2 separate regions of the Columba livia genome follow, and region 2 is linked to region 1. The links are chromatin contacts, called in public Hi-C maps. All regions are on one chromosome and are shown on one strand. The core of a region is the stretch at or near the end of the contact, and the rest is flanking DNA. Distances in the headings are between cores, read along the strand shown.

Region 1 (4,680 bases), core at 1,400-3,899:
CTCTGGCAGTCCTGAAAATGAAAAGAAAAAATGCAGTTGCTGAATCTTATTTGAGATTTTCCTCGAGGCAGCTGTTTCTACACCACCTGAACAGGAGCCAGGAATAAAAAGGGAGGTTTTTCACTGGCTTTGTTCTTGCCTTTGCTTATTACCAAAACCATTTGCAATTAAATGTGGACTTGCTCCCTCAGCCCAGCTGTTGTTTTTCTGTTTGATCCTGCCTGAAATTACAGTGGTGGATGTGTGACCTCCTAGGCCTTTTCATGCCTTGTAGGCTGGTATAAACACAGGGTAAAATTTGCCTTTGAAGCGAATGGACACTGCTGCTACGGAGTTCAGGAGGTGCGGTGCTTGCTGATCCCCGGGCTGAGTTTAATCTATGAGGGTTTGGACCTCAGTGCAAGAGCCAGCAGGAAGAGGCACTGCAAGAAAGCTCTGACCCAGAGACACATGCGTGCCCTGAACAAAGAAAACAAGGTAAACTTGAGCCTCTTAGCTGTGGATGCTTTCCTCCCCTAGTCTACAGTAGAGCAGTTCACATGGACTGATCATTCAATGGTGTGAAAAGCTTCAGGCCTTTGCTTTTAGAAGTCATTTACTCAGCTACTTGCTAGTGCTGGAGCAGAGGGGCTCCAGCAGGAAGACATCTCTCTGTGGCTCCTGTCCCACCTTCAGGGTGCAGGAGGGATGGTCATAGTCTTCCTGGGAGGATGTGGGAGAACTTCGAACCTGTTTGCAGCATCCTGACCTGTTACTGTAATTTCTAAGCTAACCTTCCCCTCCAGCCTGGTTATTCCATGGAGCTGCCGTGTATCCAAAGCTTTTCCTTACAAGAGATTCTCTTTCTGTATGAGTTGGCTGGAGCTAATTGGATCCCTTTGCTGTCATGACCAAAACAGGTTACTTGAGATCTTAAACGGACAGTGGTGAGACAGGCTCTCAGCTTCTGTAAACCTTCAGATGATCCAGAGCAAGTGCTGCAGCACTCGTATGCTTCCAGGGAGATGTTTCATTTAACAGCAATCCCACGGGCCTTTTTTATTCAGAAAGTGTGAACTTACAGTCCAGTTTCAGCTCAGCATCAACTGCAAGCAGTTGCTTAACTAAAACTCCCACAAATTTTGCTTGCGTGGGCTGACCAAGGATGCAAATAAAGCAAGTAATCAAGACCTTTTGGGGATGTGAAGGTGGGGTTTTTTTCAACAGTCACTTAAGTAATGGAATAGCTCAGATCTTGCTAGTGCTTTCAAGGCTTCTCAGCTTCCTCCTGTGCTTCCCTTGCTGTGCTCCAGAGAGTGCTGTTTTCCCAGATGGAGAGATCCAGCCCTTTGCACCATAGCCAAATGTCTGGGTGTGAGTAGTGCGTGACATATTTCTCTGTGCACAAGATGAATCAGCCAGGGGCAATAACCATGTGCCCTAGAGCTAGTTTTAGTTCTTTCCTATTCATACACCCTGGCTGTGAAAGATTAAATGTGGTGGTAGCTGTTCCAAGTGAGTAATTTCTCTTCAGGGCTTAGATCCTTTGTTTGTTTTATTTTTAATTATTCATTGTTAGTGTCTACTAGCTTATGTGTATCCAATCCTTGAATCAGCGTGGTGACAAGGCTGGGTGATTTTTTGGGGGATCTTGGTTTTATTTGCTAGGTGGACTGAAGTTAATTACCCCATGGGGATCGGTGTAGAAAGGTGTTTGTATGTGCGGGGAAGGGGTGGTTTGTGATTTTGAAAATTGATGGCTGGTTTAGTATTGAAGAGAAGAGTTTCCATCACCTGTAGTAAGATGCTGATAGCTGCGCTTTGTGAAGCGTGCCAAAAGCCTTATCCTTGGAACATCTGCCTCCCCTCTGGAAGCTGGTGTGGACTGAAGCTTCCAGTGTCACGCAGAATCAGGCCCCTTCTCCAAAGAGTTTTTGCTCTTGAGCTTATGTGAAGCCTTTTCTGATAAGAAACAGAACTCTGAGTGTGGGAAATTTTGTATCCACTCTCCCAGACTTCAACCAAAACGTGCACTAAACATCGTTCTTTCAAACGAGTCTCCCAGGAGCAATCCTTTCTTGTTCTCAGGCTAAATGAGTCAGTGCCTTCTGCCCCAGCAGCCTCTCTTTTGCAATAGAAATGAATGAGATTTTTTAGCTCCATTCCATGCTTTCCTGCGGCCATGCTGGCGAGGATGTGGTTGCTTTTGCTTGGGGCAATGGCATCTTATTGGAAAGAAATTTAGTGGAGCCTGTACAGCTCCGTGTCTTGCTTCAGCCCTCTGTCTTGATGTGGCTAAGCTGGATCCCTGGGCTGGACTAACTGGGATCAGCTGTTCCTTTTTCTAGTCTTGTTGGAAGTTCAGCAGAATGGAATCTCAGCTATTTGAGGACTTATACTCTCTAAAGCATCTGTCTTATAAAATACAAACAACCCCCCACCAGTCTGGGGCCTTTGATAATTCCCCAATGAAAGCCGTGGGGCAATTTTCCCTTAGGCCAGTACAGGTTTTATGAGGCTTATTTTCATTTGCTTTCATCTCTCGGATCATGAACATTTCTCTTTCTCCCTCTGTGAAAATGATTGAGGAAATTAACTGCTAATGGGGAACAAAGCCAGCTGTATTTTTATTCCAGACCCCTTGCAAGGTTGCGAAGGGAAACCCCTGTATCTTCCCACGTCAGCCGTGGTCTGGTCGGAGTGAGAGGTGAGGGGGCAGCCTTGTTTTATGGTGGAGGTGGATGTTAAGAGCTCCTGTTCCCTACTGTGCCATGGCTTGGGGGTGTGTCTGTCGAGAAGATTTGTTTCCACTCCTGTCTTGTTTTGCTTTATAGTTCTTTGCATATTAACTGAGCTGCACCATGTCCCTTGAGTGTCTCCCCCATACCAGATGCTTGTGTTACATCCTCTTGCTTTCCCACAGTCGTGTTCCTTCCTTTTTCTCACGTCAAGGAACAAGTTCAGCTGAATCATTCTTCATAAAATATGAACCAGCTAAGTAAGGCTGGAGTGGCAGAGCAGAGCGATGCTCCCTGCTTTCAGGCAGTCTTGTTGCCCCAGGCTTTTCACATACTAGTGGCTTCATTCATGGAAAATCACATGCTGGTGGCCTCTTTCATGGAAAATCAGCACACTAGTATTTTCCAGCACATTTGTTAGCCAAAACTTTGATCTGTGCGCTAGGTTGTCAGCCTTGTGCAGGACTAGGCTCAGAAAACGGGCATGCCCAGGCTGGCTGGCTCGATACCAAGATGTGAAGTCAAGCAATTAGGCTTAGTTACCAACTAAAATGCTGGCTTTTTCCATTCCTCTTAAAGGAAATGTTGGTGTGACTCTAAGCTCTTGAAGAGTGTGTGGTCTCTCCTCAGAGCTCCAGCCTCTTTGGATGGCAGCAGTCTCTGCAACTATTCTTCTGTTTGTTTCCAGAAAAAGCCCAAGAGAAGCTGAACAAGTGTCTGCCCTGGCCATGAGGGTTTCCTGGGCTGGTTTCTGGCCCCGGGGATGGTTGGCATGGCTGGGGTTTGCTTGGGCTATTGCTGTCCTGGAAGTGACAGATCCTCCTTGGTTCTTGCACTCCCCGTACTTATTCCTGCCCCAAACTCTGAACTTCGAGTGAACTGGTACACGGGCTGAGCTGAAAGGGTACCTTAAACAAGCTCCAGACTGTCTCAGGCCCTCCAGGGTGCTCTAATCCAGTCTGCTAAACCGTGGAGTACTTTGATTTCCCTATCCGAGGAGTTTCAAAGCCTTCCCGATGTGCTGGGTTACAGCCCAGTTGGCTTTGCCCCGTAGCCGCTGTGCTCTTCAGATCAAGCACGGTCCGTGGGGCGGCTGCAGCACCGAGGGACCCTCTGCAGAGGCTGATAACTGGTGTGGTGTTGGCAGCAGCTGCGCAGATGTCCCTCCGGATGCGCAAGGACGTGTGAGATGCTCTTACACCCGCTGAAGCAGGGAGTGGAGGGAAGTGATGTATTTGAAGTTTCTGTTGGAGACCACTCTCTTCTTTTTTTTTCTGAGAATCCCAGTGGAAAATACATTTTTGTGCTCTCTCTTCTCATGGCGTCTACTGTTGATTATCAGCAAATAATTGTGGATATGTGAGTTTGATCCAACCTTGTGTGGCAGTTTTGATGCCCGTTTGGGAACTCGTATTTCAGCACTGTTGCTATAAGCCTCCAGGCAGTCAGTGGACAATACAGACGCCTGTTCATCGCCTGGCTTGAGAACAATGATGGCATTTCTTGAAGTAACAAGTCCTGGGCATGTGTAGGGTTGGATTGTAACACTACTTTTATTTTTTCCCTTAAGCTGCAGGCTTGAGAGCAGCAGGCCAGATTGCAGCACCCATAAGTGTAAGCGCAAACTTGCGCCTTTTGGAAAATATTCACCAAAAGAATGCAAATGCCTGTTCTTTAGGTGCTTGCCTGCTTTGTCTTGTGGTTGAGTATGCGTGTGCTGTGTGTCGCTGGTATATGTATGCTGGTACCAGGTTGGTTGAGACGCTTGTTTGCAGCAAGGAGGGGGTTAAAGTGAACCCGCAAAGGCTGGCTGATCGCAGCTCATGGCTTTCATAATGCAAAGCCAGTGGGAATTCAGCCGAAGGCTTCCTTTCCCCCTGCCCCCTTCCCCGCTGCAGACTGACCTTCCTGACTGCTCTGGAGCTGCGGCCCTGCCCGTACAGCTCGCACAGGGATGCTCTGC
Region 2 (5,422 bases), core at 1,748-4,247, 47 kb after region 1:
GGCTTTTCTGGAGGTGAAGGCAATGCCCTGCCATGCCATTCTCTGGAGAGAGGAGCAGTCGCTTCTCCACAGATGTAAACCAACCCAACACCATGGGAAGGCATGGGGATAAATCCTCGTTGTGATCCTGTTGGGTCCCATGATATTACAAGGCAAGAGAAATGTCCTCATTATTTCCAGAATATTGAAGTCTAATAAATCCTGTCCTGCCTTATAGGATTTATTTCTCCGTTCATTGCTAGGAGACTCAGTCCCGTGTAATCCTATTGCTGCTCCAGGAGGCGGGAGGCTCTTTTCTGAAGCGCAGACCTGGTGGGGCCACAGGCAGGAGCAGGCGGTCCCATCCAGAGCCAGTGGTTCCCGCTGGGCATGGCTCCAGCACTCCAGCGTCCCAGTGCCACCCCCTTTCCCAGGATGTCCCGCTGTCCTGGAGCTGTGCCCTGGCATGAATTCACCGAAATGCATCCCATCCAACGGCTGGGGCATGGCTGGGCCAATGGGTTGTTAATCAGTAACTAGCCGATCAAGATGGCATGGCATTGCATGGCACAGCCTGCTCCCTCAGTCTGACATACACCCACCATGTCCCCCCAGCACCCCATTTGGGGTCCTCCAACAGTTCCCCATGCCATGACTCAGAGGGAGAAGCCGAGCCCGGCACAGACCGTCCCCGCGGACGCGGCGCAGCCTGCGCAGTGCAGAGCTGGCCATGCCTGGCTCACCGGACACGGGGACTCTCCCAAAGACAATGATGGACACATGAATGTGGCTGGAAATTTCACTGCCAAAGTGTTTTCCATAGCAACTGTTGCTGGGGCAACCTGCATCCCAAGCAGCATCCATCCCAAAATGCCCAGCCCTGCATCCATCAGAGCCGGTGAAGAGCCGTGGTGCGGGGACAGTGGGGCCCTCAGCACCCCACTGCCAGCAGCATGAGGATGCTCCAGCTGCACCACCCCGGCTCTGAGCATCCCCAGTGCTGCAGGGCCCCCGTAACGCTCGGCTTTTCATCTCCTTTTTGGCATTTCATTTTCTTAGAGGTGGGAGAAGCTGAAGGGAGACCTGTTGGTGCCTGTCGCCCCCCAGGCGCTCGACGGAAGCAGGGGGGGTGCAGGAGCTGTTGCCAACTCAGGGTGCTCAGCAGATACAAGCAGCGATTTTGGCTCCGATGCACTGAAAATGGCCAGGATCGAGAATTGACAGGGGATTCTTTAACCTGAGTGTTGCCACGGGGAGGGCAAAAATAAAATCCCTGCTGCTTTGAAGTACCAAAGTGGGGAGCTCGGGCCCCTCAGGACCCCCCTGAAGATCTGTGGTGGCAGGTTCACCTTGGGGACACCCCGGGGATCCCAGGAGAGACTCTCGCTGGGCTCAGGGTCCCTGAAGCAAATGTGGGATTGGCTGCAGCGAGAGAAGAGCCAGGGAGCTCAGCGCCCATCCCGAGGATGCCTGGAGAGCTCAGCCCCTGCATTGTCACCACTGTCACCACTGCCACCAGCAAGAGGAAACCGCAGCCCTCTGCCTGCGCCTGCTGGGGCAGCTGCGGTTTGTGGGCACAACCGCATCCCCTTAATCTGGATATCTCCTAGCCTTGGCCATGCCTCAGTTTCCCCTTTCACCAGCGATGCACAGGTGACCCTGGGCACCCTCCGTGTGCCCCTGCACATGCGTGTGCTTTGCACAGTCAGTGGGCACCCCCATGTCCCATCTGCTCTGTCCATGCTCACACGCAGACCCATGCTCCCCGCTGCCTGCACACACACAGCTTTTGCACGCTGCTGCGCTGGACCACGCTCGCTCGGTGAGCAGTGTGTCTGGGAGCTCGTGCACATCCCTGCAGCTTGCGCGTGTCCTGCAGGTCGTGTGCCTCCATGCAGCTCACACATGTCCTGCAGCTCGTGCAAGTCCATGCAGCTTGCACGGCTGGCAGATCACGCAGGCCCACGCACCTTACCACGTCCTGCAGCTTGTGCACACCCACGCAGCTCACACGTCCCGCAGCTCACACATCTGTGAAGGGAGCACACGTGCCCCCCACGAGTGCCCAGCTCGCAGGGAGCCCCGCAGCCGCCCTCCCAGCCTGCTCCCAGCTCTGTGCAGATGCCAGCAGCACCGGAGCTGCAGGCAGGGACTGCGGCTCAGCGTGCAGCAGCATCGAGCCCGGGCTTGCCTGTTGTTGGGGCGCCGGCGGGCCACGTGGCCGGGCTGTACGAACAGGCCGGGTGGGCAGTGTACCGGCTGCTGTGGCGTGCCGTGGCGTGCCATGATGTGCCAACACCCTGGAGCAGCATTTGGGCTGTTGGGACGTGCAGCTGAGGGAAAACAGACCAGCGAGAGGGGAGCAGGGTTTAAACCCAAGAGGTTCATGCCCAATACCACCCCCAGGTGGGACTGGGGTGACCACCCGCCCCCACTGGGAAAAGTGAGAGGCTGCCCCCAACCCGTGCCACCCCTGCTGCAGCCACACCAAAAACAACCCAGTACTCACCCTGTATCTGTTGCACACTTGTTATCCTTTGCATAACCTTTACCCTTTGCATACCCGCCACACATGCATTACACACCTTCTACCCTTTGTATACTCTTTGCACACCCATTGCCCTTTGCACACTCATTGCACACCCTTTATCCTTTGCACACCCATTACACGCCCTTCATACCCCATCAGACACATTTTACCCTTTGCACACCCTTTGCACACTCATTAGCCTCTGCACTCCCATTACACATCATTTGTACCACTGTCACAGACCCTTTACCCTTTGCACACTCTTTGCCCCCCTTACCCTTTTCACACCCATAACACACCTTTTGTGTGCCCTTTTCACACCCATTGCACACCTTTCATCCTTTGCAACCCCATCAGCCTTTGCACCCCCATTGCATCCCCGTTACCCTTTGCACCCCTTTACACTCCCGGTCCAGGTCCCGCCCACCCCCGTCTTGGCCCCGCCCCCGCCCGGCGCAGCCCCGCCCCCCGCCGGGCGGCGCAGCCAATGGGGGCGGGCGGGGCCGCTGGGCCCGGGCGGGCACCGCGCTATAATGATCCCTACGGCGCCGCCGCCGCCGAGATCCCGCCGCCCGATCGCCCCGCCGCCCCCGGCCCGGCCCCGGCCTCCGGCCGACCGGCGCTAGGGCCGGAGCAGCCCCGCGGGAAGATGAACTACTTGGTGAGCGGCCGCCGCGGGGATGGGGGGGCAGGGAACCTCCCCGCGGGGGGGGACACGCGTGGGCCATCCCAGGCAGGACGGGGGGCCCCGAGGTAACGGCTCACGGAGGGGCCCCACCGGCCTTTGCCACAGCGTAGAGGAGGAGGATGAGGAAGGCCGCAACCCCCCGCCCGGGCAGGGCCTCCCCGGGGCAGCCGGGCCCCCTCGTGTGACCTTGGCTCGGCCCCGCCGTGCGGGGGGCGGGGAGGCCTCGGCCCAGCCGCGACCCCCCTGCCCGGCGGGTGACGGCGCTCCGGGGAGACCCACCGGGGCCACGGGGCTCCGCAGGCCCTGGTCTCCCTGCCGGCCGCAGGCAGGAGATCCCGGCAGCTGCGGGCAGCCGATCCCTCCGAGCCCGGCCGCGGCGGGAGAGCCGGCGGGTCCCGTCCCGCCATCCCGGCTTGTGGGGGGAGCCCACGGCGGGCTGCGGCCCGTCCCACCGCCGCCATGGCACTGGTGAGTCCCGGTAGAGGCCAGGGAGCTCTGTCAGGTGCCTCCGTGCCGTGGCCCCCGCGAGATGTCGTGGCACAGCCCGTGTCCGCTGTGGGGATGTTCGGCGCTGTGGGCTGGAAGGGGCTGGGGCCCAGTGGCGATTGGCGTGGGGATGGGGATGGCGATGGCTACGGCTGACTCACCGCCCTGGCACTTCCTCCCCAACGGCGGCGGGAAGGGGAGGGAAGGGCAGAGGAGGTCCCCCCGAAACCGGGGAGGCGGAAGGGACCAGCCCCTTCCTAGCACCACCTCCGGGAAGGATGGGTTGAACTCCAGCGGGGAAGGAAAAGGCGACTGGAGCCGAGGTATCCAGCCGGTGGGACCCGCTCAGCAAAGCCCCCCGGCCCGCAGGGCTGCACCCCGGTGCTGGGCACCGTTCTCCGCCGAGATGACTCCCCACCGGCCGGCGGGGCCCGGCTCACCGCCCCGGCGCGGGGCTCTCTTACAGAACGTGCTGGCCAAGGCGCTGTACGACAACGTGGCCGAGTCGCCGGACGAGCTTTCCTTCCGCAAGGGCGACATCATGACGGTGCTGGAACGCAACACGCAGGGGCTGGATGGCTGGTGGCTCTGCTCGCTCCATGGCCGTCAGGGCATCGTCCCCGGCAACCGCCTCAAGATCCTGGTGGGGATGTATGACAAGAAGCAGCAGCAGCAGCAAGCACCCGGCCCGGCGCAGGGGCAGGCACTGCCGCAGCCAGCAGTGCCCCAGCCAGCTCTGCCTTACCACCACCAAGGGGGCTACACCCCGCTGTCGCCTGCCTCGCAGTACACACCCATGCATCCTCCTTATGCCCCCCAAGGGGACAACGTCTACCTGATGCCAGTCCCCAGCAAGGGACAACAGGGTCTCTACCCGGGCTCAGCACCCATCGGACAGTTTCCATCTGCCCCAGCTAAGCAGCCCCCCACCTACCCGAAGCAGACGCCGCCTCACGCGTTTCCCAGCCCCGGCCAGGAGATCTACCAAGTGCCCCCCTCCCTGGGCCAAGCGGCAGAGGCATACCCCGGGGGCTCTGCCACCCCTCCCCAGGATGTCTACCAGGTTCCTCCCTCAGCCGGTCAGGCTCAGGACATCTACCAGGTGCCCCCATCGTTGGACATGAGGAGCTGGGAAGGGCACAAGCCCCAGGGAAAGGTAGGACGGGGGGATGGGGAGGGGTGGCAGCATGTTTGTGGGGTGCTCTGTGGCCTGCGGTGGTGAGTGGGTGCCAGGGCTGTGAGGCTTTGGCTTATCTGCCCACCACTGTCTCTTGGAGTGAGAAGTCCTTGCACCCATTGCAGGGGGTGCATGGGTATCCTCCCCCCTGTCCCTGGCAGGAGTGGGTGTGACACAGGGATTCCTGCAGTGGCTGAAGTGCCCTGCTTGGTGTGGGCTACCCAGTTTGGGGCTGGCACTGTGTTTGGTGCCTTGGTCCTCTTAGTTTCTCGCATGGGCTCTGCTGGTGTCACCAAGGGCACAGCAGCTATGCCTGGGGTGGGCATGGGGTGCTGGTAACCCCAGAGCTGCTTGGGGTGCCTCTTGGTTGGACCCTGCAGCTGCGGAGGAACCTGTGGTACCCAGCACAAGGCTGAGATGTTTCCTTCCTCCTGGAAGTGCAGACAGGGGCAGGCAGCCGGTGCCAGCATGTCCTGGCCATGCCAGGGAGCTTGCTGGTTGGGTTTCCTGGTGAGGCAAGGGTGAGCCACCAATTTGTCCCCAACATGGGGATCCTGGTGTG

Evidence for each region. A called contact is a pair of places that touch in the nucleus more often than the background predicts.
Region 2: a contact with region 1 is called in a Hi-C map of liver, with 4 times the contacts expected there. The contact joins the promoter of BCAR1 here to the enhancer-like site in region 1. A contact is called at or near these places in 2 of 2 Hi-C or Micro-C datasets (crop and liver).

The regions. Positions count from the first base shown.
Region 1 is chr13:11,131,027-11,135,706 of bColLiv1.pat.W.v2, forward strand. All of the region lies in intron 5 of CFDP1 (craniofacial development protein 1), which reads left to right. Among named protein-coding and RNA genes, the nearest start is that of CFDP1, 24 kb to the left of the region's middle. Within about 2 kb of position 2,650, at least 3 of the 3 cell types and tissues checked have an H3K27ac peak away from gene starts, as active enhancers do.
Region 2 is chr13:11,177,506-11,182,927 of bColLiv1.pat.W.v2, forward strand. BCAR1 (BCAR1 scaffold protein, Cas family member) reads left to right here and starts at 2,998. Exons shown (of 7, transcript XM_065028940.1): 1 at 2,998-3,170; 2 at 4,150-4,839. The coding sequence starts at 3,159.